2 separate regions of the Sus scrofa genome follow, and region 2 is linked to region 1. The links are chromatin contacts, called in public Hi-C maps. All regions are on one chromosome and are shown on one strand. The core of a region is the stretch at or near the end of the contact, and the rest is flanking DNA. Distances in the headings are between cores, read along the strand shown. Region 1 has its middle 27 kb from the start of TLR10. Region 2 holds the start of TLR6 (toll like receptor 6).

The links. Hi-C and Micro-C count contacts between places; a contact is called where the count stands out from the background.
Region 2: a contact with region 1 is called in a Hi-C map of fetal skeletal muscle, with 2.3 times the contacts expected there. The contact joins the promoter of TLR6 here to the enhancer-like site in region 1. A contact is called at or near these places in 2 of 5 promoter capture datasets (fetal liver and liver), 27 of 47 Hi-C or Micro-C datasets (alveolar macrophages, blood, brain and 13 more) and 2 of 2 datasets of contacts at active chromatin or transcription factors (alveolar macrophages and skeletal muscle).

The regions. Positions count from the first base shown.
Region 1 is chr8:30,103,962-30,110,924 of Sscrofa11.1, forward strand. No RefSeq gene overlaps it. Among named protein-coding and RNA genes, the nearest start is that of TLR10, 27 kb to the right of the region's middle. Within about 2 kb of position 3,455, at least 33 of the 83 cell types and tissues checked have an H3K27ac peak or open chromatin away from gene starts, as enhancers often do. A contact at or near this core is called in brain, embryonic fibroblasts, epiblast stem cells and 4 more, where this site is marked.
Region 2 is chr8:30,175,777-30,183,483 of Sscrofa11.1, forward strand. TLR6 (toll like receptor 6) reads right to left here and starts at 4,874. Exons shown (of 2, transcript NM_213760.2): 1 at 4,817-4,874.

The DNA.
Region 1 (6,963 bases), core at 2,205-4,704:
TTGGGAAGAGGAAAGGAGGAAGCCTTAGGCTCTTAAACAAATAACAACCATATTTAAACAATGCCTCCTTTAAAAAAAAAATAGCCTTTGTTTTTCAGAGCAGTTTTTAGGTCCACAGCAAAACTGAGTGGGAGGAAAAGGGAATTGAACGGAAAGTACAGAGATTTCCCCTATGTCTCCTGTGTCCCCTGTCTCCAGACAAGCCCAGTCTTCCCCGCCGTCAGCACCATGGTGGCACACTTGTCACAGCTGAGGAACCAACACTGGCCCATCATTATCACTCAAAGCCCGGAGTTTACGTTAATGTTCCTTCTCAGTGCGGTACCTTCTCTGGGTTTGTACAAAAGTATAATAACATAGCCACCGCTGGTGTACCATGGACAAAAGTTCTGATGCCCTAAAAATCCCCATCCTCTGCTTTTTCACATCCTCCTCCTGAACCCCTGGCAACCACTGATAACTTTCACTGTTTCTACACTTTCCCTTTTTACGGAATGTCAGATTAGGTGGAATCAGGCAATCCATAGGCTTCTTTGTGTCATAGGCATGTAAGTCTCCTCGTGTCTTTTCATGACTTAACGGGACCCTGATTTTTTTTTTTTTTTTTTTTTTTTTTTTTAGGGCCACACCTGGGGCACGTGGAAATTCCCAGACTAGGGGTCAAATCAGAGCTGTGGCTGCCAGCCAGATCCAAGCTGAGTCTGCGACCTACACCACTGCTCACAGCAACGCTGGATCCTTACCCCATAGAGTGGGGCCAGGGATTGAATCTGTGTCCTCATGGGTACGAGCCAGGTTCATTACTGCTTTGCCACAAAGGGGACACCAGGACCCTGATTTTTAAAAGAATCTTTTCTACAGTAGTTTAGTCAATACTTGCAGATATTTATGCCTTAAGACTTTAGAGAAACATGATACGCTTCCACCCATTTCCTGAACCAGCTCGTCTCTTTTCCACCTTCTAGGTGGGTCCAGGGATCTGACTGAACCCATGGCCAACCATCTAGTCATGTATTTAGCGCCTATCATTGGCCACTGTTCCAATTACTATGGATGTGTGACAAATATCCCCAACACTTAGTGGTGCAGTAAAAACATTGGTTATGCTCACAGAATCTGTGGATCAAGAATTTGGATACAGCACACCAGGCACACTGTGATGTCTGAGGCCGCAGCTGGAGGCCTTGAAGGCTCATCCGCTCATCTCCCTGGCTGGCAGTTGACGCTGGATGTCAGCTGGGGGCACCACTGGCTTTCCTCATGGTTTAGTTAAGGCTTCCTCATAAGTTGGTGGCTGGTTTCCAGGGTTAATATCCCAAGGGAGAGAGCATCAGACAGAAGCCTTACTGCCTTTTATCATCTGGCCTTGGAAGCCAAACATTCTGCCGGATTCTAGGATTCTATTTATCGAGGCAGTCACAGAGTCCACCTTCCCCAACCCAGGTCTTGGGGGAGGAGAAATAGAAGCTTTCTCCTGATGGGGAGTGGAAACTTTATGGAGGAACGTGTAACACTGGAAATATTGCTGTTGCTATTTTTGGAAAATACAATCGCCTTTGTGTGGCAGGGACTTTGCCAGGTCCTAGGGATTTAGAGCAAAAAGCCACGGTTTCTGATCTCAGGACCAGAGGAAGGATAGAAGAGAACAGGTCAACAGCCTAGAACATTTTCAGTTCTAGGGTCGTGAATAACCAGGGTGCTTTGGAAAAGCATCATGACCCTTGGCATTCCCGTCATGGCTCAGTGGTTAATGAATCCGACTAGGAACCATGAGGTTTCAGGTTCGATCCCAGGCCTTGCTCAGTGGGTTAAGGATCCGGTGTTGCCATGAGCTGTGGTGTAGGTTGCAGACACGGCTCGGATCTGGCATGGCTGTGGCTGTGGTGTAGGCCAGCAGCTATAGCTCTGATTCGATCCCTAGCCTGAGAACCTCCACATGCCACGGGTGCGGCTCTAGAAAAGACAAAAAAAAAAAAAAAGAAAAAAAAAGAAAAGCATCATGACCCAACTTTGGAGTTCAAAAAAGTTTTGTCAGGGAAACTGTTTCAGGATCATATGCAAAATCTCATCTGAGTTTGTGAACATGCAGATGTGGATGTGCAGGATCCCACTGAACCCAGGCCACAGGGCTGCCTGGGGTCTCACACCACCCCCTGCACGTCCATCTTCCTTGGCCTCCTTGAGAGACGTGTGGGTGGGAACCTCCCACACCTCCTTCAAGGTGGCCCTATAGACCAAACCGTGCAGAGCCAGTGGCTCTAACCTGTGGGGCCTCCTGGGGTGGCTGACAGAGGCAGATGTCCTAGAATCAGGCGTGTTAGAACTGTGTTGACAACGGTCTGAGGTCAAAGACGGCAGAATCAGGTATGGGCTAAATAGTTCCATTCATACTTCCTTTCCCCTCCCCGCACCAGGCTCCAGAGAGGACTCAGGAGAGCACCGTTTGAAAAGAACTGGTCCAGTTTTTGCACCTTCCCTGTACAGACAGGAAACAGATTCAGAGAGATTCAAGGGACTGGACGAAGACGACCCACATCCAAGGTAGGTTTGGGGTTTTTTTTTTTTTTTTTTTCTTTTTTGGCTGCCCCGCAGCATATGGAGTTTCCAGGCCAGGGATCTGATCCAAGCCACTGTCGCGACCTAAGCTCCAGCTGCAGCAATGCCAGATCCTTAACCCACTGATCCAGGCTGGGGATAGAACCTGCATCCCAGCGCTCCCAAGATGCTGCCGATCCTGTTGTGCCACAGCAGGAACTCTGGTTTTTATTTTCAATTTTAAACACTAGGCAAAGCACTAGAAAACATTCCTTGGAAATGTGTGACCAAGTGTCTGAGGTGTGGTGGGGTTTGGGGGGCTTTTCAGTCAGTTCCCTAAATCATGAATTTGGGCGGGATGTCGCAGGGGTGGGTGTCCCTACCTCTGCTTAAGGGTTACCAGCCCACAGGGCTGAGGAGTTGGGTCCCACCCCCTCCCGCCCTCCCTCTCCCTCGAAGCCCTGCTGTAGGCTCAGTTCCCTCAGGGCTGAGAGAGGCGGTTGAGGCTGCATGAATAATATAGCCTTTTAATTTGCTTTTAATTACCGTGGCCTAGTAACCCTTCCAAAGACCCTTCCTGGAGAGTAGTTTTATTTTTCCACTTATTAAACTCATTCACTAGACTGGAAAAAGAATTCCCATCCCCCAAGACCGCTCATTTTCATTCTTCTAATTCTTTTTTTTTTTTTTTTTTCCCCAACACCAGGAAAGCAATGCGCGTAAAACCGAAGCCAAGTATATTGTGGTTTCTAACACAAGCCTGTTTGGAGCAGAAGCCCGTGGGATTGTTGCACTGCGGCCTCAGGGGACTGCCCCAGCGCCTGGGCCGTCAAAGGGAGGGGCCTGAATGGCCCTTTGATTCAGCCCCATCTGGGGGTGGAGGGTGGGGAAGGAACAGGCCTGTCACTTGACACTCTCTGTTGGGCTTGGCCCTGGGCCTCTTTCCTCACGCAGGCCTCCCCGGAGCCTGCAGGCTTCTCTGAGGATGGCCTGGCTTGACGACATGCTGCAAGGCCAGAAATTCCTTGCTCCTTGGGAAGAACACAAGCCATCTATGGGCTCCAGGAATTCCATTCGCTTTGAGAATGCTGCCCTTCATAAAGTTCCTCCTCCTAGCACACACACACACACACAGACACAGACACAGACATACAGACACACACACACAGAGACACACACACACACCCAGACAATGACACACACACATATATACACAGACACACACACAGACACACACACAGACACACACACACACACCCCCCCTTGACCTGCTTTAATAGGCCTTTAACCATATGTTTGCTGGTTGATTTTTTAAATATTTATTATTCTTGATATTTGCATGGAAAACTTAAGAGAATAAACAGGCAAATTATCAGCTCTAATGGAAGAGCTTAAGGTTAAGAGATGAATATTGTTATGCTTATAGCCTTGGATAGTGAAGGAGTTGGAGCACTGGCTCCAGCACGTATGATCTTAAACAATTTACTGAACCTCTCTGCACTTCTCTGGACTTCATCTCTCTCCTCTCTAAATAGTTAGACGAAAAGCTCCTTCACAGCGTCGTTGTGAGATTGAAGGCAGTGCATACACATAAAATGCTTGGAACAGTGCTGGCCCATAGTGAGGATTCAATGAATTAGCTGTTAAGATAAAGGTCACTGGCTTTGAGGTCAACATACAAAAACCGATTATAGTCAATAAATGGCAGCAAATCATTAAAAGACACCGTTTTAAAAAGACTGCATTTTATATCATTTAAAATAGCAGAAAACAAGATATCTGGGAATAAATCTGACAAGTAATGGTATACTTTAAGCAGAAAGTTATAAAATTTTAGTGAATGTAATTCAAGATGACCCAAATAAGTGGAGAGAGATTCTGTGTTCACAGAGAGGAAAATTTATTATCTTGAAGATGTTTTTAATCTTTTATTCAAAGAAATGCCAAACAAAATGTTGAGGGGTACTTTTAGAGTGTGTCTATATATATATATGGAACTTGACAAGCTGATTCTAAGTGGTAATTAAAGAGCAGATAATTGAAGAGTGGAGTATCAGCCAAAAGCTGACGAACAGAATAGTGAAACAAAACAGAGTCCAGAAAGACACTTCCTTATTTATGGAAACCCGATATGCAGCAAACGTGTTTTTACAGATCAGTTGGAATAGGATGAATTACTCAAAAAACAATGCTGGGGCAATAGGTCAGCCACTGGCAAAAATTCAAAATTAGATCCCTTACCCAGATCCTGGACTAAAGACTTAGAGGTGAAAAACCAAATTAAGAAGACAATGATGTTCCTGGGTCAAAGAAGAATTTCTTTTTTGTTTTCTCTTTCAGTTTTGAGATAAACTTAACATACAGCAAAGAAGAATTTCTTAAACAAGACTTGGAAAGCACACACTATGACGGAAAAGATAGATTCGATTGCGTTAAAATTAATTAAAATTAATTTCTGTTAATGTTTTATTATTTTTCTGGTTAACCCCGGTAAGTCAATGGTTCCAACTTCACGCTCTCCTTATAATGGGATAATATAAACCCATGGCTACCCTTTCTATGGTGACTTTGCAGTGGCTGCTGGTAGAGTAGGCAGACCATGCATGTCCACAACAGCATGAGCATGTGACTTTCATTGGCCAAAGGCCAATGGAATGCAGAGTAACCTATGTGAGGCTCAACCAGAAATGCCGAATGTGCTGGTGTGTTTTGCTTTGCCAGCTATCACCAGAAGAGCCTTCCCTAACTAGCAGCTGCTGTCTTCAAATGAGAGGTACAGGGAACAGACCTAACCAGACCTGAAGTCTGAAACAGAACCACCCTGGACCATCAACAGACCTGTGGGTTAGGAAAGTAACATTCTATTGCTACAAACCATTGAGATTTTGAGGATGGTTGGTTTTTGTTTTTTTGTTTTTTTAAACTTCAAAATGGTGAAGTGAATGGTATGTGAATTTTTTTTATTACTCAAATGAATTTATCACATCTGTAGTTGTCTAATGATCATAACAATCTGATTTCACAGGATTTCCATCCCACAGCCCAAGCATATCCCTCCACCCCCCAAACTGTCTCCTCCGGAGACCATAAGTTTTTCAATGTCTATGAGTCAACATCTGTTCTGCAAAGAAGTTCAGTCTGTCCTTTTTTCAGATTCCACATGTCAGTGAAAGCATTTGATGTTGGTATCTCATTGTGTGGCTGACTTCACTTAGCATGATAATTTCTAGGTCCATCCATGTTGCTAAAAATGCCAGTATTTCATTCTTTTTAATGGCTGAGTAATATTCCATTGTGTATATGTACCACTTCTTCTTGATCCACTTCTCTGTCGATGGGCACTTCGGTTGTTTCCATGTTTTGGCTATTGTAAATAGTGCTGCAATGAACATTGGAGTACATGTGTCTTTGCAAGTTGTGGTTTTCTCTGAATAGATGCCCAGGAGTGGGATTGCTGGATCAAATGGTAGTTCTATGTTTAGTTTTCTGAGGAATCTCCATACTGTTTTCCACAGTGGTTGCACCAATTTACAATCCCACCAACAGTGTACTAGCGTTCCTTTTTCTCCACACCCTCTCCAGCACTTCTTGTTTGTAGACTTTTGGATGATGGCCATTCTCTGGCTGGTGTAAGGTGGTACCTCATAGTGGTTTTGATGTGCGTTTATGTAATAATGAGTGATGTTGAACATCTTTTCATGTGTTTTTTGGCCATCTGTATGCCTTCTTTGGAGAATTGTCTGTTTAGATCTTCTGCCCATTTTTTGATAGGCTTGTTTGTTTTTTTGGTATGGAGCTGCAGAAGGTGCTTATACATATTGGAGATTAATCCCTTGTCAGTGGATTCACTTGCAAAGATTTTCTCCCATTCTGTGGGTTGTCTTTTTGTTTTGTTTAGGGTTTCCTTTGCTGTGCAGAAACTTTGAAGTTTGAGTAGGTCCCATTTGTTTATTTTTCTTTTTATTGTCAATACTCTGATAGGTGGATCTGAGATGTTGCTGTCATTTATGTCAGAGAGTATTTGGCCTATGTTTTCCTCTAAGAGTTTGATAGTGTCTGGTCTTATATCTAGGTCTTTAATCCATTTGGAGTTTATTTTTGTGTATGGTGTTAGGGAGCGTTCTAATTTCATTCTTTTCCATGTGGCTGTCCAGTTTACCCAGCACCACTTATTGAACAAGCTGTCCTTTCTCCATTGTATATTCTTGCCTCCTTTGTCATGGATTAGTTGGCTGTAGGTGTGTGGGTTGAATTCTGGGCTTTCTATCCTGTTCCACTGATCTATAGTTCTGTCTTTGTGCCAGTACCATGCAGTTTTGATGACTGTTGCTTTGTAGTATAGTCTGAAGTCAGGGAGCCTGATTCCTCCAGCTCCATTTTCTTTTTCAGGATGTATTTGGCTATTCTGGGTCTTTTGTGCTTCCAAAC
Region 2 (7,707 bases), core at 3,624-6,123, 73 kb after region 1:
TTCCTGGGTCAGGGATCAAATTCACGCCACAACAGGGACCCCAGCCGCTGCAATGACAATGCCAGATCCTTAAGCCACTGCGCAACAAGAGAACTCCTAAAACGTGTTTTTTAAGCCACTAAGTTCATGGTAATTGGCAACAGCAGCAATGCAAAATTAATACAGATTAATTTGGTCCATGCTTCCAACAAGTTGGCTGTTGGAAAATAGATCAACAAGCAGTTTGACATGGAGCCTCAACCATAATTTGGGCTGTGTGACCAAGAAACATGAAGTTTCTACAAAGCAAAGACTGTGATAGAAAGGAACCAAACTCAAGATATGAAAGGCATTAACATCCAAGGAGACAGACATAAAAGAGCAGCATAGGCATTTATAATAGACAGCTATCCTAGGAGAGGTAAGATTCTAAAAAAGAATGGAGTAAGAATCATGAAAATTTAAAATATAATAGTTGAAATGGAAAACTCTTTGGATGAGCTGAATTGCAGAATCAATTCTCCTGTGAGAATCAATTCTCCTGTGAGAATTAGTGAGATGGAAGACCAAAAAGAGGAATTTCCCCAAAATACAGTCCAAGAGGTCAAAAGAGATGAAATATATGAAAGAAATGCTAAAAGACATGAAAGAAATGCTAAAAGACGTGGAAGACGGACCCACTATGTGAATTACTAATGAACAGAACTATCCTCTGAAAAAAGAAACTGACTCCAAAAAAATTAAAAATAGGAATCAAGAAGGAATACTTTGCAAAGAAAGTAGAAAATTTATTGTAAAGTCCCAAAAAGGATTGATGACAAAAAGTTTAATAACAATCTGGAATTTAAATTGCCAGTGATCACAAGGGAGCTAGTGAATAGGGGAGGGAGAGGGAGAGAGTGGGCTAAAAGCATGTTAAGATCCTGGTTGAGAAGAAGCAATAGATAACAACTCAAGATTCTGTTACAAAAATATGTTTAAGTGTGTATATTACAAAACTAAGAGCAAGTATTATAAAATACAAATGAAGAGATTAAATTCCATTTATTTGGTCTTGGGGAGATGCTCAGATTGAAGAAATCGAAATCAATCTAGCTCAGTGCTGAAGGAATAATACTCAATGATTAATTTGATGTTTCTGGGATTGAAAGAATGGGTTATTATCAGCAGATATATGACAATAACACAGAAATAGAAAAAGGAGAAAAAAAAGATGAGCACCTCCATGGACATTAAAAATTTACTTGACAAAAATCAGCATTCATCTTTGACTAAAAACATGTTAAAGTACACATTTAAAAAGTACTTTAAAAACTTGATAAAGAATATGTCAAGTATCCAACTTAAACCAATATCCCACCCTCAAAGCATTTCCATTAAAATCAACCTCAAGGATGCTCACTATTATTTAACACTAGGTTCTAGAGGTTCTAGCCATTGTAATTAAGGGGGCAAATAAGAGACAGAAATATTAGAAGGGAGGAAATAAAATTAGCATTATTTTTAGATTATATGATTGTCAAAGTGAAAAATCCAGGAGAAGTGACTGAAAAACAGTTATAACCAGTGAAAGAGTAAATAGCGGGACCAGTACAAAATAAGTTATTTTTAAAAAAGAAATCAGCTTGTCCAAAAATAGGTTGTCAAATAAATTATAGTATCTCCATATAATTAAATATTTCTGTGTGACCTTTATAAATAATGAAAATCTAATTCCATGGAAAATTGATCACTATATGTGACAAAAAGTAGTTTACAAAATGTATAGCAGTTAATACATACACATGCATGTGGAAAAATTAGTAAGATACATACCAGGATATTAACAGTAATTAACTTTACATGGTAAAACTATAAAGAGGTTTTATTTTCCTCTTAGCTGTTACCTGTGCTTTTCAAATTTTCAACATTTAATATTAAGTAGATCTATAAACCAACAATGGAAAAAATAAAAATCATTTTAAAAAAACATTTTGTACACCTTAAACAAATATATGTCTATATTTCAATAAAACTGGAAAAATACATAAAAGAAAATAAAACTTATTCCTAAATAATCTCAAAAAAATAAAAAAAAAATAAAATTAAGTAGAGCACATTATTTGCTCAGAAAATTTACCTCCCCAAATCAACAGTCAATAATATGAATGCCAATCTCAAAAAATAAAAATAAAAAAATGCATATTAAAGCAACACAGGATATAACATCTAAGTGAAACTTCTGATATTGGATTGGATCTTAATTTAGACAGACCTGCTATAAAAGTTATTTGAATAACGCGGTGAGAAAGGATTTTAAGATGGACCAGGTATTAGACTCTATTAGGAAATAATGTTAATTTTTGATAATGTTATTTGGCTATAGGAAAATGCACTTTTTTTAGAGATATAGAATTAAAGCATTTAGAAATGAAATGTCAGAATGCCTATAATTTCAGATATTTAAGCATAAAAAGATAAAGTGAATCAAATGGGAATGGTTTCTTAAATATTTTTTAAAGGTATGATTATTTTCACCTACCAATTTGGGAAAATCCAAAAATATAATACCCAGTGTTGATAGGTGGAACTAAAATGACTCATTTACTGCCAGCAGGAATGAAAAATTAGTACCACCTTTCTGAAGGGCAATTTTTTCACATTTGTAAATTCCTTAAAAATATGCTTACCCTTATTTTAGGAATTCCACCTATCGGAATTTTCTTATTAAGGAATACACATAAAAATATTACTATGAGGATGCTGCTCATAAAATGACGAAATACTGGAAAAAAATGATAAGGACTAGTGTTTAATCAGTTATGGTACACCCATACCATGATGTAGCATGCAGTCTCAACTATTGCCTTTTTAAAAAATAATGTTATATGAATAATGGAATATAAGATTGTTTCCATAAAATTTTAAAAATGAAAAATAAGTAAATTAAGTGTCACCACCCCACCAAAAAAAATAAATCATGTGTATGGTAGGACTCTAATTTTGTAAAATATGATTAAAACCTGACATACACACAATGCCTAGGGGGAAAAAAGAATAGGGGGAAATATATAAAATGCAACTAGTGGTTATCTCTGGATCTCTAAATCACTGACGAATGTAATTTCCTTCCTCATACTTTTGTATATTTCCAAAATCTGTAACTTCTTAACATCGTTTATAAGTTGAAAGGCTTGTCTTAAAATACAGCTAATGTAAAATATTTTATTTTATTATTTATTTATTTGTTTGTTTTTTTATGGCCACACCCACGGCATATGGAAGTTCCCAGGCTAGGGCTCAAACTGGACCTGCAGCTGCCACCCTACACCACGGCCACAGCAACGGCCAGATCTGAGCCACGTCTGTGACCTACACCACAGTTAATGGCAATGCCGGATCCTTAACCCACTGAGCGAGGCCAGGGATGGAACTTGTGTCCTTATGGATGCTAGTCGGGTTCGCTACTGCTGAGCCATGACAGGAACTCCTAAAAATACTTTATATTTAAAGAAATGCACTTATGTTATTTGTATAAAGAGAGAGAGAACGTCTTTCACGTGGTACTAGGTAATTGACATCCCTGAGAGCGAACCCACTCAGTGGTTTCTGGACGGTGTGTGTGTTCAGGGTACTGAAACTTAGCACTAGGTGGGAAAGTTGTTCAGCCTCCCTTCTATCACCCTGCCTCCAAAACATTAATATTCCTCCCCAGTCATTTATACCCTCAGGCGCTTCCTAGTGTTTACATTTAAGCCCGGAGCTTCTCTACTTAAGCAATGAAGTCCTACTTGCACAGCGCAGGGAACTCTTACCCAGCGTCTTGCAACAGAACATGATTGAAGATGATAGGAGAAAAAAAATCTATACATATATGTATGACTGGGTCACTCTGCTGTACAGCAGAAATGGACACAACATTGTAAATCAACTATGCTTTAATGTCTTTGTAAAGGAGAGAAAGAAGGGAAATGAGAGCGGAAGATTAGAGAGTTCACTTTTTTTAAAAAAAAGGAAGTGAAAAAAGATAAAAGGTAAAAGGTGTTTTGTTTTTCCTTTAATGCATCAAATGAAAGGGCGGTGAGGGGGGAGACAGAGGAGGCTCTATATCAAGGGGGGAAAAAGGATGATGGATAGAATCTATGAAAATTGAAACCCTGAAAAAGGAAAAACCGAAAAAACACCGTGCAATTCCTGAGCAAATCAACAAATATGCTAGAGAAATACTGCTTTATTTGTTAGAGTTTAGGTGAGAAAGTTGAGTAAGGCAAGTCCTGGGCCAGTTCTGCCACTTCCTCCGTTAATAAATGTTTATTCAGGGTGTAGTATGTGACAGCACTGAAGTGGACCTTAGCTAGGGACCTAAATATCAATAGCATCGGCATAATTCCTGCTTTCAAAAGCTTGTAAATTAGTGACAGACACAAATAAACAATTATAGAACCATGTGACAGGGAGGATCAAACACTCGTATCTACTATAAAAATACATAACATTTGATAGGTGCCATATTAGCGCCACAAACTAAACGTTACTAAAAACAAGGAACTAGGAAAAAGTGAAAAGAGAAAATGTAAGAGACAAAAACAGAGGAAAGAAAAAGCATTTTAGTTATTTTCCTTAACTATGACAAGAGCTCGTTATTTTGATATCTTTCAATATAGCCGTATCTTTATCGTTCTTGTATTATTTAAAGGACATTTGCAACATTCAAAAGCAAAACTAAAAAACCTGAAAGTCATTTTGCAAAAACTTCAAAGAAACGTTACCTATTTCCTGCACAATCGTTAGCATTTTCTTGATTATTTGAAGTAATGATTCCAGAATTTGAAAAAGCCACAAAAACCTTTTCACTTACCAAGATTTCTTTCTCAGAAGAGGAAATAACTTTTCCTCGGAGGAGAAGAAAATGCAAGTCCTTACTTTAAGTAAAGCAATACCATAGAAACTGTTTTGTGCCATCTGTCGGACATTACTAGAATTACTCCTGCCTACAAATTGCCCCTTCGAAGGTCACGTGTGAAGCAGGTTTTACTGGGCTACAGACTAAAACAGTAATCAAATTTTTAAATTCATATGAACATGCAGCTTATGACAAAGTGTGAAGAAAAATGTTTTTCTAAGATAATATACATCTGTAAGAGTTTTGCAGGCTGACTTAAATTATCACCATAATGGAAAGTTATTCAATTTTGCCTTGTTTCTATTATCACCATATTTAATATTTCCAAAATAATTGAAAATACTATTATCAAGAAATTTTGGAGCATTATTTTAGATACTTCACAATAAAATACTCTTACGTTCGAGAACTGGGTTTTTTATTGTTGTTGATTTTATAATCAACTTTCAGGGATAGTTCAGGAAATTGCATCCTATTTCTCCAAGTTCTGACCAACATTTTGGCATTTTTAGATGTTTTCATTCTCAATTCTAGAATAATAAATAACCCTGAGATCCTACGAGCCTAATTAAAAATCAATTTTTTGGGGGGGTGTGTCTTTTTGCCTTTTCTAGGGCCGCTCTCGCGGCATATGGAGAGTCCCAGGCTAGGGGTCGAATCGGAGCTGTAACCACCGGCCAGAGCCAGAGCCACAGCAAGGCGGGATCCGAGTCATGTCTGCGACCTACACCACAGCTCATGGCAACACCGGATCGTTAACCCACTGAGCAAAGCCAGGGATCGAACCCACAACCTCATGGTTTCTTGTCGGATTCGCTTCAGCTGCACCACGAGGGGAGCTCCTAAAAATCAATTTTTAAAGGTCATTTGGAATAATTTTAGAACAATATCAAGTTTAATGACACAAAAAGAGAATGTCTGGTTAACCAGACACATCCGGCCAGGATACCCTATTTCCAAGACTTTTCTTTAATTGAGGTTCTGTAAAGAACTGAACATCTGAAATAATCATTCGACAGTTAATTCCACTGTCTGGCATTATCTCATCATTAAAAAAATCAAAGTAAAACTCCGCAGTCCGACTCACAACACAGGGGTAAGAATCACTTCTGCTTTCAGAAGGAAGAGAAAGGCCAGCTTCTTACTATTCATTCTTACTCATCAAACCTAACGGGAAGCCTTCTAAGATCCGGGGTCAGGGGCGGTCAGCAAGGAGTGGATGGTCTCTGCTGAATGAGCAGAAGGGTCAGCTAGAGAGGGCTGGTGTCTGGGACGCTGGGAAACCAGCTTTGTGAACCAGGCAGAGCAGAAAGGAATCAGCTACGGCTTTGGGGAATTTCAGGCAACACTGGACCAAAGTCTTTAAGAAACATGCACACAAGAGTTCCTGCTGTGGTGCTGTGGGTTAAGAATCTGACTGCAGTGGCTTGGATCACTGCGGAGGTACAGGTTTGATCCATGGCCCCCGGGAAGCAGATTAAAGGATCCAGTCTGCGAATGTTGCTGGGTATGTCGTAGCTGTGGCTCAGAGTCAATCCCTCTGAATTTGAGGGATATGGGAACTTCATATGCCAGATGTGTGGCCATAAAATTTAAAAAAGAAAAAGAAAAAGAAATACGCACACATGCTCGCAGGCGCACGCACACATATCACTGAAGATTTGGTAACATCACACAGTGACAAAATGCGAGTATTTGGATACAAACGTTTATTAGGGCATTGCATGATGACACTGGTTTTCTGGAACAAGGGGACGATTCTTATTGAAGCTCTTATAATTCTGAGAAATGTCTTTAAGGAAATGACAAAACCCACAAAATCGGGTAATGTGGAAGACAGCATGGCAGTGGCACAAACAAGCAGGCAATGCTTGGCAAACCCCTCACAAGGCCATGTCCAGGCTGTGTGGCCTGGGGCAAGTTGCTTAACCTCAAAAGCTCTGTTTATTCATCCATCAAGTGGAAGTGCTTATGATTTTTAGGGAAGATAATGAATAAAAAGTGGCTGGAATAGTTACTGATACAGAAGACAAGTCATCTTAGCAGGGAATTGTGGAATTCTATGCAAGCCTTACCGGTTTTCTACTGAGGTGGCAAGACTTCAGGATATTTGATTAAATGAAGAAAAGCAAAGGGCAGAGTATGGCGAGTGTGACAGCATTTGCATAAAATCTGGTCTCTCAGACATCTGCAGAAGGTTCCTTCTTGTCAGGAATAAGACACTTATGGAAGAGGGACACAGAGAGAGAAAGGAACTGGCCAGCTGCAAACAGAGGGAGAGACTGGGATTTTTGTAGCCATGAGCCAGGGAATACCCAGAACCACCAGAAGCTGGCACCCCTGCCATCACCCTGATTTTGAACTTCGGACCTCCTTAACTGGGAGAGAGGACATTTCGGTTGTTTTAAGCCACCTGATTTTGGAGTATTTGTTATGGCAGCCATAGGGGTCTAATACAAGGCTCTATAGGCTTGTGTGATATATGCATAAAAATCTTTTTCTGAGGGGACACTTAAGAATCCTTTGCCTTTGAGCAAAAGAACCAAGGAAGAGAGAGATTTTTACTCACCATTTTATATTCTTTTGTCCTGTTTGAATTTTTTTACTACATACATGCATTACTTATTTATTTATTTATTTTTGTCTTTTTGCTATTTCTTTGGGCCGCTCCTGCGGCATATGGAGGTTCCCAGGCTAGGGGTCGAATCGGAGCTGTAGCCGCTGGCCTACGCCAGAGCCACAGCAACGCGGGATCCGAGCCGCGTCTGCAACCTACACCACAGCTCACGGCAACGCCGGATCGTTAACCCACTGAGCAAGGGCAGGGATCGAACCCGCAACCTCAT